Regions from separate parts of the Mus musculus genome. Here region 1 is linked to region 2. The links are chromatin contacts, called in public HiChIP or PLAC-seq maps. All regions are on one chromosome and are shown on one strand. Each heading gives the region's core, a stretch centred on a gene start, on an enhancer-like site or on the middle of the called end of the contact. The rest is flanking DNA. Distances are from core to core; before and after follow the strand shown.

Region 1 (7,624 bases), core at 1,496-3,995, 190 kb before region 2:
CTGATGCCTTCTTCTGGTGTGTCTGAAGATAGCTACAGTGTACACATATTAAATAAATAAATAAATAAATAAATAAATAAATAAATACTTCAGGGGCCAGGCCTGGTGGCACATGTTTTTAATCCCAGCAGGGAGATTTGAGGCCAGCCTGGTCTACATTGTGAGTTCCAGGCCAGCTAGGGAGTATAGTGAGACTCTGTCTCAAATAAATGAGACTTCAGGGGCTGGAGAGCTGGCTGGGCTAAGAGTGCTTGCTGCTCTTATATAGGACTGAGTTTCAGCTCAGTTCCCAGTATTCAATATCAGGTGGCTTCCTAAGAGTCTGTAATTCCAGCTCCAGGCAATCTGACATCCTCTTCCGTGGAGACTCACAGGCACATGCACTTTCAGACACACACACACACACACACACACATACACACACACACACACACACGCAGGAGCACGAACACACATCTTTTTAAAACAGAGAAATAAAATTGCAAAATGCCCACATTATGTTTTCCCAGCTCGATCTGTTGTCTATTGTGAAGGCAGGCACTTCATTTCTTGCCAAGCTTTTGATTATGTCTTGGATAATATTTTCTATAGCTGTAAGAACCTCAGAACTGAAACAATAAACACAGTAAGATCTAATTTTATACCATGTAACATCTCCCAGATCAATACAAAGACAACCTCCCAATCCCCACCCCAACAGGATTTCTCTGTGGAGCCCTAGATGTCCTGGAACTCATTCTGTAGACCAGGCTGGCCTCAAACTCAAGAGATCTGCCTGCCTCTCTTTCCCAAGTGCTGGAATTAAAGGCATGGACATCTACCACCTGGCACAATTTCTTTATTTCATCATATTTTTGTTGTTTTGTTTTGTCTTGCTTTTGGAGACAAGGTCTCACAAGGTAGCAAAGGCTAACCTGGAACTCACCATGAAGTTCAGAATGGCCTCAAACCCACAATCCTCCCTTGCTTTCCTGGATGGTGGGATTGCAGATGTGGACCACCCCTCCTCGCTTCTGTTTGTCTCTTTAAGCCTTGCAAACACATGTCAGTAACCATCTCTCTTACCAAATTCTTACCTTGGCATGGATTCCAACAACTGTTCTCATAGCGCTTACTTACAAAAAATTAGATTTACCTGTAAATTCCTCTTTCAAAGAACCCTTTTGCATTAATGACGAGCTAATATAACTTACAAATACATTTTTTATTTGCTCACATTAACTTACTTCAATGTCGCTGAACTTCAATACAGACTTGGCTTGAAATACTACTGTAAAAATGTTTTAACTGAGGATGATGTAAGACTAGCTTTGAACTTCCTTCCCAAGAATTCAATGCAGAAACATTAACACACATATACGCTCCTGCAAGTGAGCAAGCGCGCTCGCTCTCACACACATACATACTTTCTTATAGCACATTGCCCTAAAATTGATATCATGACTAAAAATTAACCATCTTAAATTGTAATGATTCAAAAGGAAAAAAATTAATCACTACAAGAAAAGAAAAAAAAATGAATTTTGTACTAAATAGTTCACTTGGCCACAAAAAAATCATGCCTCTTTACCACAAAATATCAAGACTGAACCCAGCTTTCTCCAGCTGGCTGTTAATTTCACAAACCATCAGTTTAAAAAAAATATATATCTCAATCATTTTAAGCAACATTGGCACATTGCCTAAGGAGGAAAGCCAAGCTAAACAAAGAAGATGGGCAAAATGTTGAGTTTTAACAACCACACAATTCTCAACGTTTCTACTGTGTGTATGTGGGGGGGGGGATAGATCAGAAAATGGATTTTAAAACATTTACTATTTTCTAACACAATTTTTTTCAAAGTTTGGAATAGGCTGAGACAAATACTGAAGGTCAAGATATAGTCAGGTGAACCGTAGGAGAGTCTCTGTAGTTGGTTGTGAAGAAATTACTTACAATATGTTCATCTGTTCCCTTCAGGTTAAAAAAAAAAAAGTCTTATTATAAATTACTTAAAATGTGATGATGTCCTTGTTAGTTCTGAGAAATTAATTAGTGGTAGTTCAGAGAGTAAACGCTTTTCACTTTCTCTTTCCTCTTCTATCCCTCACTCCCAAACCTATTTTACACACACACACACACACACACACACACACACACAATTTTTTTTCAACATGGGGTTTCTCTGTCTAACAGCCCTGGCTATTCTGGAACTACTGATTTCAAACTCAGAAACCTGCCTGCCTCAGCCTCCCGGTGCTGAAATTAAAGCCCAGCTTTCATTTAAAACAAAAACAAAAACAAACAAAACAAAACAAGACAAAGCCCCATAAATCCAAAGCAAGTCTCAAGCTCTCTGACTATAAAGGACACTGATAAACCTAGGAACTAAGCCAGAGCGGGGCGCCTGGAACATTCTAGAAAACATCTGGTGTGTACAGGGTCCCGGTCACCACCAGGGAGCACTAGGGAGCACCGACTTCGGGGCTCGGACGTGGCCTCCGACGCTCTCCCCACGGAGGCCACCTCGGCGCCACGAGGAACCTTCCCGGGCTTTCCATGGCCCTGCCGAGCTGCTGTACCTAGAGGCCACGCGGGTGGCCCCGGCAGGGGTCTCCCCTGCGCCTCTCTTCACCATGGCCAACAGGGAAGCCCTGTGCCGATCCAGGGCGTCGAAGAACGAGGCCTCGGGCCCCATAGGCGCGAACGCCATAATGGCGGATGCGGAGCCGCTCTGAGGCCTCCTGCCCCTGCGAACCTTTCCGCGCTCTAGCCACGCGCATGCGCACTGCACCACTGACCGCGGGACAGCCCGCGGAGCAGAGTGCGCAGGCGCAGGGGCCTCTGAGGCGCCCCCCCAACACACACACACACACACACACACACACACACACACACACACACACACACACACACACACTACCCTTCAGGGAGGACATGAAGCTCTCAGATGCAGATCTCTGGGGTCGAGGTTTTCTTGGTCTGATAACTTAGGGGAAATAATACTTGCAAAGCTCTTTTGGGGGGTCATTTGGGGAGGTAATAATTACAACTTTTCACTAGGACGGTCATGGACCTGGGGATAGGTATGGGAGAAGGGAAACATTTCTGCCTGGTTTGGCTTCCTGCCTCTGTACCAGGTCCTCTCCACCTGCCTCCTCCTGTGTGCCGGGATTAAAGGCTTTTTACTGTCCAAAACATGTTTGGGATTTGCTTTTATTAAGAAGATTGTCGTTGGGGAAAGCTCGGCGTTAAGAATTTTAATGCACTTGTAGAGAGCCTAGGTTCATTCATTTCTTAGGACCCCCGCCAGGCAACTCATATCTGCCTAAAACTACACTTCCATGGGACCTCATGCCCTCTGGCCTCTGTGGGTTCCTGCATGCATGTGGTACTCACACATAAAAATATTTTTTTAAAAAAAGTGAATTTTTAAAAATATATAAAAAGTTGTTGCTTATCTGAAAATAGTATTTCCATCCTAAGCCTTAATAGCGTGAATATCACTTCCTCTCCTTGCAGACCTACGGTAAGACATGTCTCGCTTTATTCTCTCTGAGCCTTCTAGAGCAGAAGGTGGGATTTCTGAAGTCCTAGAGGAGCCTTGACTCTTAGAACCGTATCCTTAACAAAGAGAGACTGGGATGAGGTAAAAAACTGACTGGACCAAAGTGGCTTGAATCAAGGTGTATGAGAGATGCTGGGACTGATCCCGTGAGAGCCACCTGACCACAGGCCCCAGTTGATAGTTTTTATTTCTAATAGTCTAGTGGCAGAAATAACAGCCTCCTCTCTGCATGCCCATGCTGAGGCATCCCTTCCCTCTGAGGGACCAGCCACACTTCCCTATACTATTCTGTAGTATAGAATAGAGTTTATTTAGGGCATGGATGGGGAAGGGAGTTGAGAGAAAGGGGGGGTGGGGATAGAGGAGTAGAGGCTGGCTATGAGCACATGGGGGGGAGGAAGGGGGGAGGGAAATGGGGAAAGAGGGGGAAGAGGGGAAGAGAGCAAGGACAGGAGAGCAAGAGAGAGAGAGAGAGAGAGAGGAGGGGGCAAGCAACCCCTTTTATAATGAGTCAGGCCCAGCTGGCTATTGCCAAGTAACTATGGAGTGGAGCCTAGGCTAAAAGCCAACACTGCGTGTGTGTGTGTGTGTGTGTGTGTGTGTGTGTGTGTGTGTGTGTGTGTGTGTGAGACCTGTGTGAAGAGCCTTTCTTTATCATTATCACACTCCTTCCTGTTGCCTCTCATGTGCTATGCAGTGCTGGTTACCAGAGGGATGAGGGAGCTAGGTCTCTGTCCTCAGGAAGCCCTCAGCCCAAGGAGATGCAGCAACTGAACACAAACGGGCGAACCTCAGGTAAGTGTACCAGGAGATAGGTACACTTGAAATGAGTAGGGAAAACTCACCCTCATTTTCTGGATGGAGAGTCTGGGCTCAGAAAGGTTGAGAGCTGCATGCGAGGCTGAGCATGCGAGCCGGTTCTCCAAGAGGGAGGCTTTGATGCCAGGTTCATGTCAGATCCTGGGGAACCCAGGGGCCTCCAGGGGTCTGGCTCAGGGTGGGCTGGCATTTTGCAGGGTTCTTCCTGGCGGAACTAGCCCTTTGTCCTGAGTGGTGGCCTTTTTGTTTGTTTGGTTGGTTGGTTTGGTTTTGGTTTTAGTTTTCCTCCGGAGGACAGCCACACAACAGGCAAGCTTCAGAAGGACTTGAAGAGGGAGGGCAAGGTGACATCACAGCTTTCTTCTGAGTTTCACACACGGCTCCCCTTTTATGTCCCTTGGAGACAGACCTGAATCGCAGGTCTACAGACTCCACCAGAGGCCTCTCTCCTCCTCTGGGACTTTTGAAAAGTTCTGAGGTGGCTGGAGGGCTAGGGAGGAGCCTGCAGATGAACAAAGATGCCTAAACCTGCAGATCCTTTGAGAGAGACTCAGGGTTTGGGTGCCTGGCGGGGGTTCCCACCTCCGTGACAAAGGTGGGGGGAGGGAGCGTTCTGCCAGCAGCTGCATCTGCCTCTGCCCTGCAGGCATCCTGCCTCGTTCTGTTCCGAGAGGAGTAGAGGAGCAAGGAAGCATTGCTGTGCTGTGTGAGCATTGCGGTGTGCCCGCAGCAGCTGTTTACAGCACCTGCACTTCAAAGGCAGCTCCAGCCCCACGATGGGAGACAGGACCAGAAAAACACAGTGGGCTCCAAGCAAGCCTCAGCCAGCACTGCTGGCGAAGAGAAGCTGTCTGGCTTCCCCGGCTGAGACCTTTTCATCCCCTGGCCCTCTGAGCATTTCCCTAGACTTTGTCAGGATGAAGGTCTTAGTTTCTTTTTCTGTTGCTACAATGAAAACACCTCCACAAAAGCAACTTGAGGGAGAAAGGGCTTGTTTTATCTGGCAGGAAGTAGCTGGTCGTGGGTCACCCACAATCAGGAAACAGGGATGAATGGGTGGGTGTAGGCTCGGCTCCATGAATGCATTTTATACACTTCAGGATCTCCTGCCCAGAGAATGGTCCTGCCCAATTAGAATGGATCTTCCCAAACCAATGAACTTAATCAAAACAACTGCCCACTGGAGCTCGAAACCATCTATAACTCCTGTCCTAGGGAGTCCAGTGCCCTCTTCCGGCCCCTGTGAGCATCAGGCACCCACGTTGTGCACAGACAAATATGTAGTCAAAACACTCATGCATATAAAATTTTTTTTAAAAAGGAAGTGAATAACTATGTTTTGAAGATAAATCCCCATAAGCGTGGTCAGAGGTCTGTCTCCCAGAGGATCTAGAGCTTGTCAAGTGGACAGTCATAAGAGTGCTTCCTGTTTGCTGTTGTTCTAGGCTTCACCCCACAGTTACCTGGCAACAGCCAGCTGTGCCTGACTCAGTATAAAAGAAGCTCGCCCCCTCCCCCATCTCTTACCTCTTCCTCTCTTCCTCTCTTCCCTCTCTGTCCCTTCTCTCCCCGTTCCCCTCCCCCATCTCTCCACATGCTCCCCATCAGTCTCTCCTCTCTCTCTCTCTCTCTCTCTCTCTCTCTCTCTCTCTCTCTCTCTCTCTCTCTCTCTGCCTTATCTTTACTCCCCTAACAACTCCCCTCCCCGTGCTCTACATGAACTCTATTCTATACTATATCCGTTGTATGGCTTTTCAGGGCATGGGGAGGGGAGTTGAGGGAGGGGAGGGGAGGAGAGAAGAGGCTGATCATGAGCATGTGGAGAGAGCATGGGCAAGGGAATGGGGAGAGAGAGGGTAAGGAGTAGGAGCAAGAGAGCAAGAGAGAGAGAGAGAGAGGAGGGGGCAAGCAGCCCCTCCTTTAGTGAGTCAGACACACCTAGCTCCATGTTCTCATCAGTATACATTATGTGGGTTTCATTATGGTATTTCATGTATATGCGTAGTCTACTTCGACCATAGCCATACCCTAGCCCCAGAACCTTCTTTGTTCTACTCCCACCCCCTGCTAATCCACGCCTCCTTCTCCCAACTAGATCTCACCTACTTTTATGTCTTGTCTTTGTGTGACTCAGTAAGCTTCGGAAGAATTATTTAAGGAGTTCTTTTCCCTGCACCGCCAAAGAAAATGTCTCTCCCCTCAACGCAGTCAGCCAGTAGCTGCATATAAACCCCATGGAAGGCCGGGGTCCTGTGAGTTCCTCCCCTTTCTTTCCTGGGGTCTCATTATATCTTGAGCAACTGTGGGAGGTGCCACCCACTATGGGGGAAAGTCTTTCCTCTCAGACCTTTCTGGAAATGCCCTCACAGATCCACCCAGGATTTGTCTCCTGGGGTGACTGTTGATTCTGTCAAGTTGACAATCAGGATTCCATGATGCCAAGGATGGGTGAATCTCATAAGATTCAAGGAGGCCCTTGCAGGCCTAGAGAGACCTAGGTGTACAATCCAGCTACAGAGACATCTCTCTGTGACAGAGAGGACAGCCAGGCTGTCCTTTAATACATGCACACACACACATACACACACACACATACACACACATACACACACATACACACACACATATACACACACATACACACACACACACACACACACACACACACACAGAGCTACCTGGAGTCTGCATGATGCAATGAGGAGAAGCCTGTGTTGTAGATTTGCTATGAGGGTTCAAGGTAACGGTATTTACAGAGTCCTTCACACGTCTCTCCAAACTGTACCTGTGGATGTTGACAGATGCTAGCCAGGGTCTTGCTGGGACACAGACACCCTACAGCACGGGGACTGCTACTCCCAGATTGTGGTCACTTGGAGTCCTTCCCAGGACTCCTGTCCCATGTCAGACTTGGAAGGGTGTCTGAGGCCGGTCTTTCATAACCTTCATCTCACCCACTGGGAAGCTGAGGTTTGGGGAGCTGAGGAATAGACCCGAGAATCTGTAGCAAGGACGAAGGGGAGCTGAGACCTGAATCTGGACCTGTTTCTAAAATATCAAAGCTTTTCCATGCTCTAGGGATGGGGACCCCTCCCCCCCCAACACACACACACACACACACACACACACACACACACACACACAGGAGCCCCAGTGGCAATCTTTTACCTGGGAACAAGGTATTGTGTTGGAACCACAGACCCAGCCCCCTGGAGCTGAGTGGCCTTTGGGCCCTTACTGCCCCTTGGTGTTTTGCT
Region 2 (7,507 bases), core at 4,533-7,032:
AAGACACTGGTGCACTCAAGGCTGCTCTGTACCGGGTATCACATGTAGGATGAAGTGGCCCAAGGTGGCTTCCCCAACCTTGACGCTGATGGCCCTCAAGGTCTATAAATCCACTCACAGGCTATCTGCTTCTAGTAAGATGACTATTTAGGGGGTACCGTAGGCTTCAATTGTGGCTCAGGGTGGCTGGGTAACTTAATAGAGGAGATGCAATTCTGAAAGTCAAGGACACAGAGAGACAGATGTGTTGCCAGGTTGACTGCCCCCTCAGTCCATGGCAGAGAGAAAGTAGTGCCAGGAAACCCAGGACTCCAGTTCTGGGGACATTATCGGGTCTGCAGACTGTCGGCATCCATGACAATGGTCAAACTCACTTTGTTTCCACGTAAAAGTTTTCCCCTTTGAGACGACAGGCCTAGTTATCCAGGTGCCTCCATGATCTCTCTTCTTCCTAGTCAGGAACTTGCATCCACTTTAGGGTGACTCTAAACTTGAGGCCTCTCCGTCTCAGATTCCTAAGTAGCTGGGAAGACAGGGCAGTGCCACCGGGCCCAATTTTTATTTTTTCTTTAGTAAACAACGCTGTTATTTTTTGTGTTTTACAAAGCAAAGCTGAGGTGGGCTCATCCTTGGATGGTGAGGTCAGAGCTGTGAGGATCCTGGGTCCAGGAGAAGACTGCAGGAAGCCGGGTCCACTTGCTTCTGCTTCCCTGAGTTTTGTGTCTCTTCCACAGAGTTTGGCGCAGAGCTTTTCCTTAGTGTTCTCAGTCAGCTTCCACTCACTGCGCAGAGACAACACAGAAGCCCTGATGCCAGGGGCCGAGGCTGGATGGCTTTTGTGACTTCTTGTTGCATGAGGTCCATTCCCCAGCAAGAAAAGGCAAGGAGAGTCCTTAGAGCTCCCACTGGAACATTCTCCAGATGGCGCTCTGTGCTTTTCCCTATGTATCCCAGGCTGGCCTCCACACTTGGGGTCCTCCAGCGAGATCCTGGGTGTTGAGGTGACAGGTGTGAGCTCAGCTTCTTGGGGTGTTTTATTCTGCGACAACTGGATTTTTAAGTGTGACTTGTAGAGATCATATAAACACACACACATGCACACACACCAAATACACATGCATATGCACACACATATACATACATATGCACACATACACCAAGCACATACAACACACACACATAAACATTCACACCACACACGTACAACTTACATGCACACACCACACACACATGCACATACCATACACACATGCACACAAAGCACATACCACACACATACACACAATGCACATACATACACACAACACGCATACACATACACACCATACACACACACTCACTCACACACATACACTCATATCATGCACATACAACTTACATGCATGCATACACCACACACACACACACACACAAACAACTCACACACATACATACCACACATCCACATTCACACACATATACACTCACACCATGCACATACAACTCACATGCACAAACCACACACACATGCACATACCACATGCATGTATGCACACACACATACCATACATCCACATCCACACTCACACCATGCACATATGACTCACATGCACATGCCACACACATATGCACACACCACACACACACATGCAAACACACACACACACTTTCCATTTAATTCACTGACATTAATTGACTGCAGTATTATGCGAGCATCACCCTGTCCGTTTCCAAGACTGTCTCATCATCCCAACTGGAAACTGCACCTACGGAACCTGCTCCCACCCCGCCCCCACCACTGCTCATGGCAGTCTGTGACTCTGAGTGAAGCATGAGGGATTTGCTCTGTGTAACTGATCGACTGTATTCAGCACAAAGAGGCCTTGGGTTTCAAGGTTCGGTCACGTCGCAGCTTTGTGAATCAGGACTTCCTTTACGGCTGAATAATATTCCATTGTGAAACGAGATCAGACTTGGTTTATTCATTCAGCTGTTGATGGACACGGGGATTTCCTCTTGGCATTCGTGAATAACACGGCTTTGAGCCTTGGCACAGGGTCTGTTTGAGTCCCTGTTTTCTGTTTTGATAGAATCTGCCTGGAATGGATGAAGTGTCTGTGATGTTCTAACGCTGGTCGGATCCACCAGTGGCTGCCCACTCTGTATTCTCAACAGCCTCACACAAGGCCTCTGACAATGCCTCCCGACACTGTTCTTTTCACGTTTAGCCTTGTAGCTGCCCTGTGGAGGTGCCTTGGATCTCACTGTGGTTTTGATTGGCATGTCCTTAATGACTATGAACACCAAATGTCCCTCGTGTTCGTCTCTGTCCTCTGTGAGTCGTGTCTGCAGAAGTGTCTGTCAGAGTCCTTTGTCTGTGTATGAAAACATCATCGCCCTTTGTTGTTAGCTGCGAGGGTCCTTCATAGTCTCTCCACTGAAGTCAGATACGACCGGGCAGTGGTGGCACAAACCTTTAATCCCAGCACTTGGGAGGCAGAGGCAGATGGATTTCTGAGTTCAAGGCCAGCCTGGTCTACAGAATGAGTTCCAGGACAGCCAGAGCTACACAGAGAAATCCTGTCTCAAAAAATTAATTAAATAATTAAATAAAGGAGGAGGAGTAAAGAAAACATTTTCTCCCACTCTGTAGAGTTTCTTTCCTCTTTCTAGATAGATAAAAGGTAGAAAGATGACAGGCTAGAGGATGCATAGGTAGACGATAGATCAGAGGATGCATACACATAATAGGTTAGAGGGTAGCTGATACTAGGCGATATACGGTATATCAATAGGTTAGAGGGTGTTGATACTAGGCAATATACGGTATACAAGATAGCTGCTAGGTGATAGATGAATGATAGCTGGACAGGCGGTAGATGGTGACAGGTAGGCAGAAAATGAGGTGATCAATAGATGTTTGAGTCTTGGTCCCTTCATCGAGCTTTTTGATTTCCTGTCTGTGGTTGTAACTGGTATGACAGAAATGAAGATATTCTAAACAACAACAACAACAACAAACACTGGTATCTATTATCAATCTGGTATTACTGAGATCTCTGAAACTGTGGACCCTAGGACTCTCAGGGTGGGAGAAGAAAAAGACCCAGCCAGAGGGGAAACACAGATTTCACATAGTTCACTGTTTATGTGTTTGTTTAGTTACAGAGGTCTCTCTGTGTAGCCCTGGCTGTCCTGGAACTCACTCTGTAGACCAGGCTGGCCTTGAACTTACAGAGCTCTTACTGCTTCTGCCTCCCGAGTGCTAGGATTAAGGCGTGCACCACCGTGCCGAGCCTCACACCGTTCTAACAACTTGTCATATCAACTTATGGATGAGACGGAAGCCCAGACACTGATGACTTTGGGGGGGATGGGACCACATCTTGGATAGGACTGTTTAGATGTACATACCTTTGGCCCTCTGATTAAACTTTGATTTCACTTCAGAACCATAAAGATGAGCTAAGGGAGGGGGTGGGTCATTGTATCTTTGTCCCTCTTCCCTTTTGGCCACGTTGAATAAACCTCCTTTTCCTGCCTTTTGTTATTAAACTGTCTGTTATAAATGGCTTCTTGAGGGTGGGTGGATGCATTTGGCTTCTTGGAATACATAGTGTGACCCCAAGTTCAGGGGCGTGGGCATTGCTCCTCGATCATGAGGCCTTCAGGATTCCGGCTGGCTTATCACAGTACCCTAGAACCTGGGCCTCAGAGATCAGTCCACTGGATTGCCAAGTAACCCCAGCCGAGCCAGTAAGAACTTCTTGGCTCTGGGATTGACAGCCATTTGCCGGTAGAAAGATTCATTTCCCTGACATTCAGAAAGTTGAAACTTGCACTAATAAAGCCATAGGGAGTCTCATCGGCAGAGGGGAAACTGAGGCAAAGAAGTCCAGACAAGCCCTGAGCAGCAGGGGTACTTTCAGCTGCTAAGAGCTATCCCAGCACCCTCTTGTCCTGTCTGTTAGGTGTCTACTTGTGAATAAAGTCTCAGGATAGGTTGCTCTTTTACCCACTGCCCCTCTTCGTGGTTCCTCTGCTCCAACATCCATCTTGGTCCCCAGCTCCCTGACTCTTGTGTGTCCTTAACCCACATCTCCTTTCCCAGCTCTGAGCCGAGTCTCAACCTGGCATCTTGGAGCAGCTTGCTAACCACTGGGCAAGTGGGAAGGGCCGCTTGGCTCATGCTTCTGGGGGCCCCCCCGCGGTCTTTCCCAGCCAGTGTCCCATGAGGCAGTGCGTCAGTGCATGGCAGGGCTCTACAGACCGCACTGGGTGCCGAGCGAGACCAGCTGTGTTCCTTGCTGATCTTGCTGCTCTACGAAATACTTGACAAAAAACAGCGTAAGGGTGGTTACTGGGCTCACAGTTTGATGAGACTCGGCCCATCATGGAGCGAAATCACTGGAAGTTGACAAGTTAAGCCAGGCTGTCAGCCTTAAGGCTCACCCACACAGTTACTTCTTCCTGTGAGGCTCCACCTCCCAAAGATTCAGCCACAGGACCCCAGCTGGAGACCACGTATTCAAACACACAGGTCTGGGAACATTTTGTATTCAAACCACAACATGGAGCAACTCTGGGCTCCACTGCTCAGTTGCTGTGTGAACTGTGCTCGGATTCTATTTCTTCTACTGTCAAATGGGATGTCGATTCCAGACTGACCTTTCTAGAGCTTTGTGAAGACGTCTGAGAGGCGCTTCTGGATCCACTCAAATGGGTTATTGCCAGGATCTCCCTGGCCCTTCTCAGGCCTCCAGCTCTGTTTCTTCTCCACACTGTTGAGCTTCGTATGCCTGGCATCGCGTTTACACCGCAAGACAGGGAGACAGGCAGATAGATGGCCCTGCCACAGGCCATCCTCACGGCTTCCAGCAATCAGTAACATCTGCATTGGAATTCTGGGAAGGACTCTGATTGGTTGACTTGAGCCTTGAGTCTGCTCCTAAACCAATCACTGTGCCCCAGGAAATGGCCACTCTCATTGGCCAGAGAGTTCCGTTCCCTTCGATAGGAAGAGAAAGGCTGACCCGGACCAGCAGAATAGCTGGGAACAGCAATGGCAGAGTCCGCACAGGACTGTGAAAGGGAAGGCAACCTTCCCCCTGCACCGAGGCTCCTGGAATCAAGCTTCCTGTCCCCCTGTTGGTCCCCTTTCCTGACTGTGGCCACAGCACGACTGGTTTACCTCATGCTGCCTCCCCATACCTTCCCTCAGAGTGCACTGCGCCCTTCAAACTGTGAGCCAAAATAACCCTCCCTCCCTTACATCATTCTGTCAGGTTCTTGGTCACAGCACCAAGGCAAGTAACCGACCCAGCCAGTCTCTGTGCCCAGTGAGAGCATCCTGCAGGCACACAGCAAGGCCCTGCAGCTGACTGCCCCATGCCAGACCCTGGGTTGGCAGACAGTATCACACCTTGCCTATCCAGGAATATAAAAGTTTAAAATGTTACGAAATAGCTCCAAGATGGGATGGCGTTCCTCCTGCTCAACCCTGATGCCACCCCACTAGCTCCCTGACAGGCTGCACATGTCTCACTCCTGCCTCAGACCCAGCCACGAGGATCAGGCCTTCTTTTACAAAGCTGGCTCCACATGCGGGTGGAGGTGATCAGCTTATAGTGTGTGCATTACCCTCCTCTGCCCTCCATTCCTCGTGCCTGCACCGCTCACTCCGGTGTTTGTCACACTGAGCTTGGCGTGCTATTCCCCTCCCCCATTCTGAGGAGCATGAGTATAGAGATCACAGCCTGGGGCTGTGCGGGGAGAGCTCGGGTTCTGAGGTCAAATGTCTCCCTCAGCTACAATGATGACTGCTTGATGTGGTTAGAACACCTGTAAAGTATTGGTGGAGCTATAGAGAGTGTGCACCAAGACTTTGCATCTACACATCTCTTCCAGGCCCCAGGAAGTCTGCTACATGTTCCTCTTGGTCCTGGAAACCTGTCTGGGGCATTTTGGGAATGAAACAACACAGGCACACAGACAGGAAAGCTGGGATCTGGTGGGCTGTGCTCGTTCACTGTGATGGAGGCTAGGGAACCTGGAGGTCCACTGTGTTTATTACGTGCAACCCAGGGAAGTTGGCTATCTTGGTGGGGGAGCCGTCTCTGGCTGTAAACACACTGGAGGAGGATGCTGCATGCTACTCAGTCACTGGTGATCACTGCTTAGACCCGAGGAAGCTTTGCCATGTTTGAGTCTCACCTGGGGAAGACACTGGGGTCCTTGACACAGATGTGCCCATGCATGTCCACAGCACACATTCCTCAGGACTTTATCCGCTCCCACGCCTGCTAGCATGTGTGACACTCTGTGACTGTTTCCATCCTCAGTAGAAGCCATGTGGTGGTGCAAGCTAAGAGGTGTTGGCAGGTTCTGAGAGTGACTGAGTTTCCAGCGTCAGTGGAGCACATGGCCCTGTCTGGGAATTCTTTCCCCTTCTCTGCTCCACAGTGGTCTTTATTCATGATACACTAAGAAGGGAGGGGTTTGATATTTTCCTCTCTCTCTCCATCCTGAGTTCAGAACTTCACAGAGGGAGGGAGGGAAAGAAACGGAGAGAGGAGAGAGAGAGAGAGAGAGAGAGAGAGAGAGAGAGAGAGAGAGAGAGAGAGAGAGAGCACGTCACTACTCTAAATGGCCACAGTTAGCACATATGTAACTGCAGCCATGCTGAAGGGAAAGGAATGGCTTCAACCTCCAGAGAACTTCGAAGATTCTTCCTTTGCGTCTCAGCAGGCAAATCAAGTTGTTGGCTTTTTTTTTTTTTTTTTTTTAAATATCAGTAGGGATAGAACTTTCATGTGAAGCTTGAGTTTGACTTGAAACATTTAATTTATTTAAAAATAGAACCGGAATGTAATGTGTATGTTTTCCTCCACTGTCAGAGCTTGCTTCTGCTCTGACTGACTCATTAGCAAATTAACATGTTGTGATTCTGCCGCGAAAAGTTGCAAGTTAATTGTTACAGCCACAGTCCCGAGGCTCTGGAGATGTACCTCCCAAACTCTTTTATAGAGTACAAATTAGATGCTTTTCATATACGCTATCTAATTTTAATTAAAATTTGCCCCGAGCTATCCTTAACAGCTTTGAAGTTCCTGGAGTTTTGTCATCTCTGGGTGGCGAGTGCTAGCAGTTGATCATGTCAAAATCCGTTGCCACGGAAACCGCCTCCTGACTGCATCTGCCTAGGAAGGCTCAGACCCTGGAGTTTGACTCCAAGTTGGCCCAAGAAAGATTTGTGTCTGGAGAAGGCTCTATCTTCCCCTGAGGACAAGACCGGGATTTGAAAGGTACAGCCAGAAGGTGTAGAGTCCCCCAGGGCCCTCGCAGGGGGGAACCGAGGCACAGGTCTATGGCTTTCTTATTTCATCTGTCTGTCTCTTTTCTTTCTTTCTATTATTTATTTTGGAGACAGGTGTTCTGTAGCCCAGGCTAGCCTTCACCTACCTTATCGTGTTGCTGAAGTGACCTACCACTGCCTGTCTGTATCTCTTTGAACTTCTCCTAGCCATAA

The links. HiChIP or PLAC-seq counts read pairs in DNA pulled down with a chosen protein or histone mark.
Region 1: a contact with region 2 is called in an H3K27ac HiChIP or PLAC-seq map of T-cell acute lymphoblastic leukemia, with 2.9 times the contacts expected there. The contact joins the promoter of Spo11 here to the enhancer-like site in region 2. A contact is called at or near these places in 3 of 39 promoter capture datasets (the HPC-7 cell line, cranial neural crest and embryonic stem cells), 1 of 484 Hi-C or Micro-C datasets (nephron progenitors), 3 of 115 datasets of contacts at active chromatin or transcription factors (T-cell acute lymphoblastic leukemia, double positive thymocytes and embryonic midbrain) and 2 of 9 other capture datasets (liver and pancreatic islet).

What each region holds. Positions count from the first base shown.
Region 1 is chr2:172,974,963-172,982,586 of GRCm38.p6, reverse strand. Spo11 (SPO11 meiotic protein covalently bound to DSB) reads right to left here and starts at 2,745. Exons shown (of 13, transcript NM_012046.2): 1 at 2,563-2,745; 2 at 495-608. The coding sequence starts at 2,693. It overlaps Gm52538 (a long non-coding RNA gene), which reads left to right and starts at 3,467. Exons shown (of 3, transcript XR_003953974.1): 1 at 3,467-3,509; 2 at 4,246-4,343.
Region 2 is chr2:172,792,401-172,799,907 of GRCm38.p6, reverse strand. No RefSeq gene overlaps it. Among named protein-coding and RNA genes, the nearest start is that of 1700055K11Rik, 64 kb to the left of the region's middle. Within about 2 kb of position 5,782, at least 5 of the 459 cell types and tissues checked have an H3K27ac peak or open chromatin away from gene starts, as enhancers often do. A contact at or near this core is called in T-cell acute lymphoblastic leukemia, where this site is marked.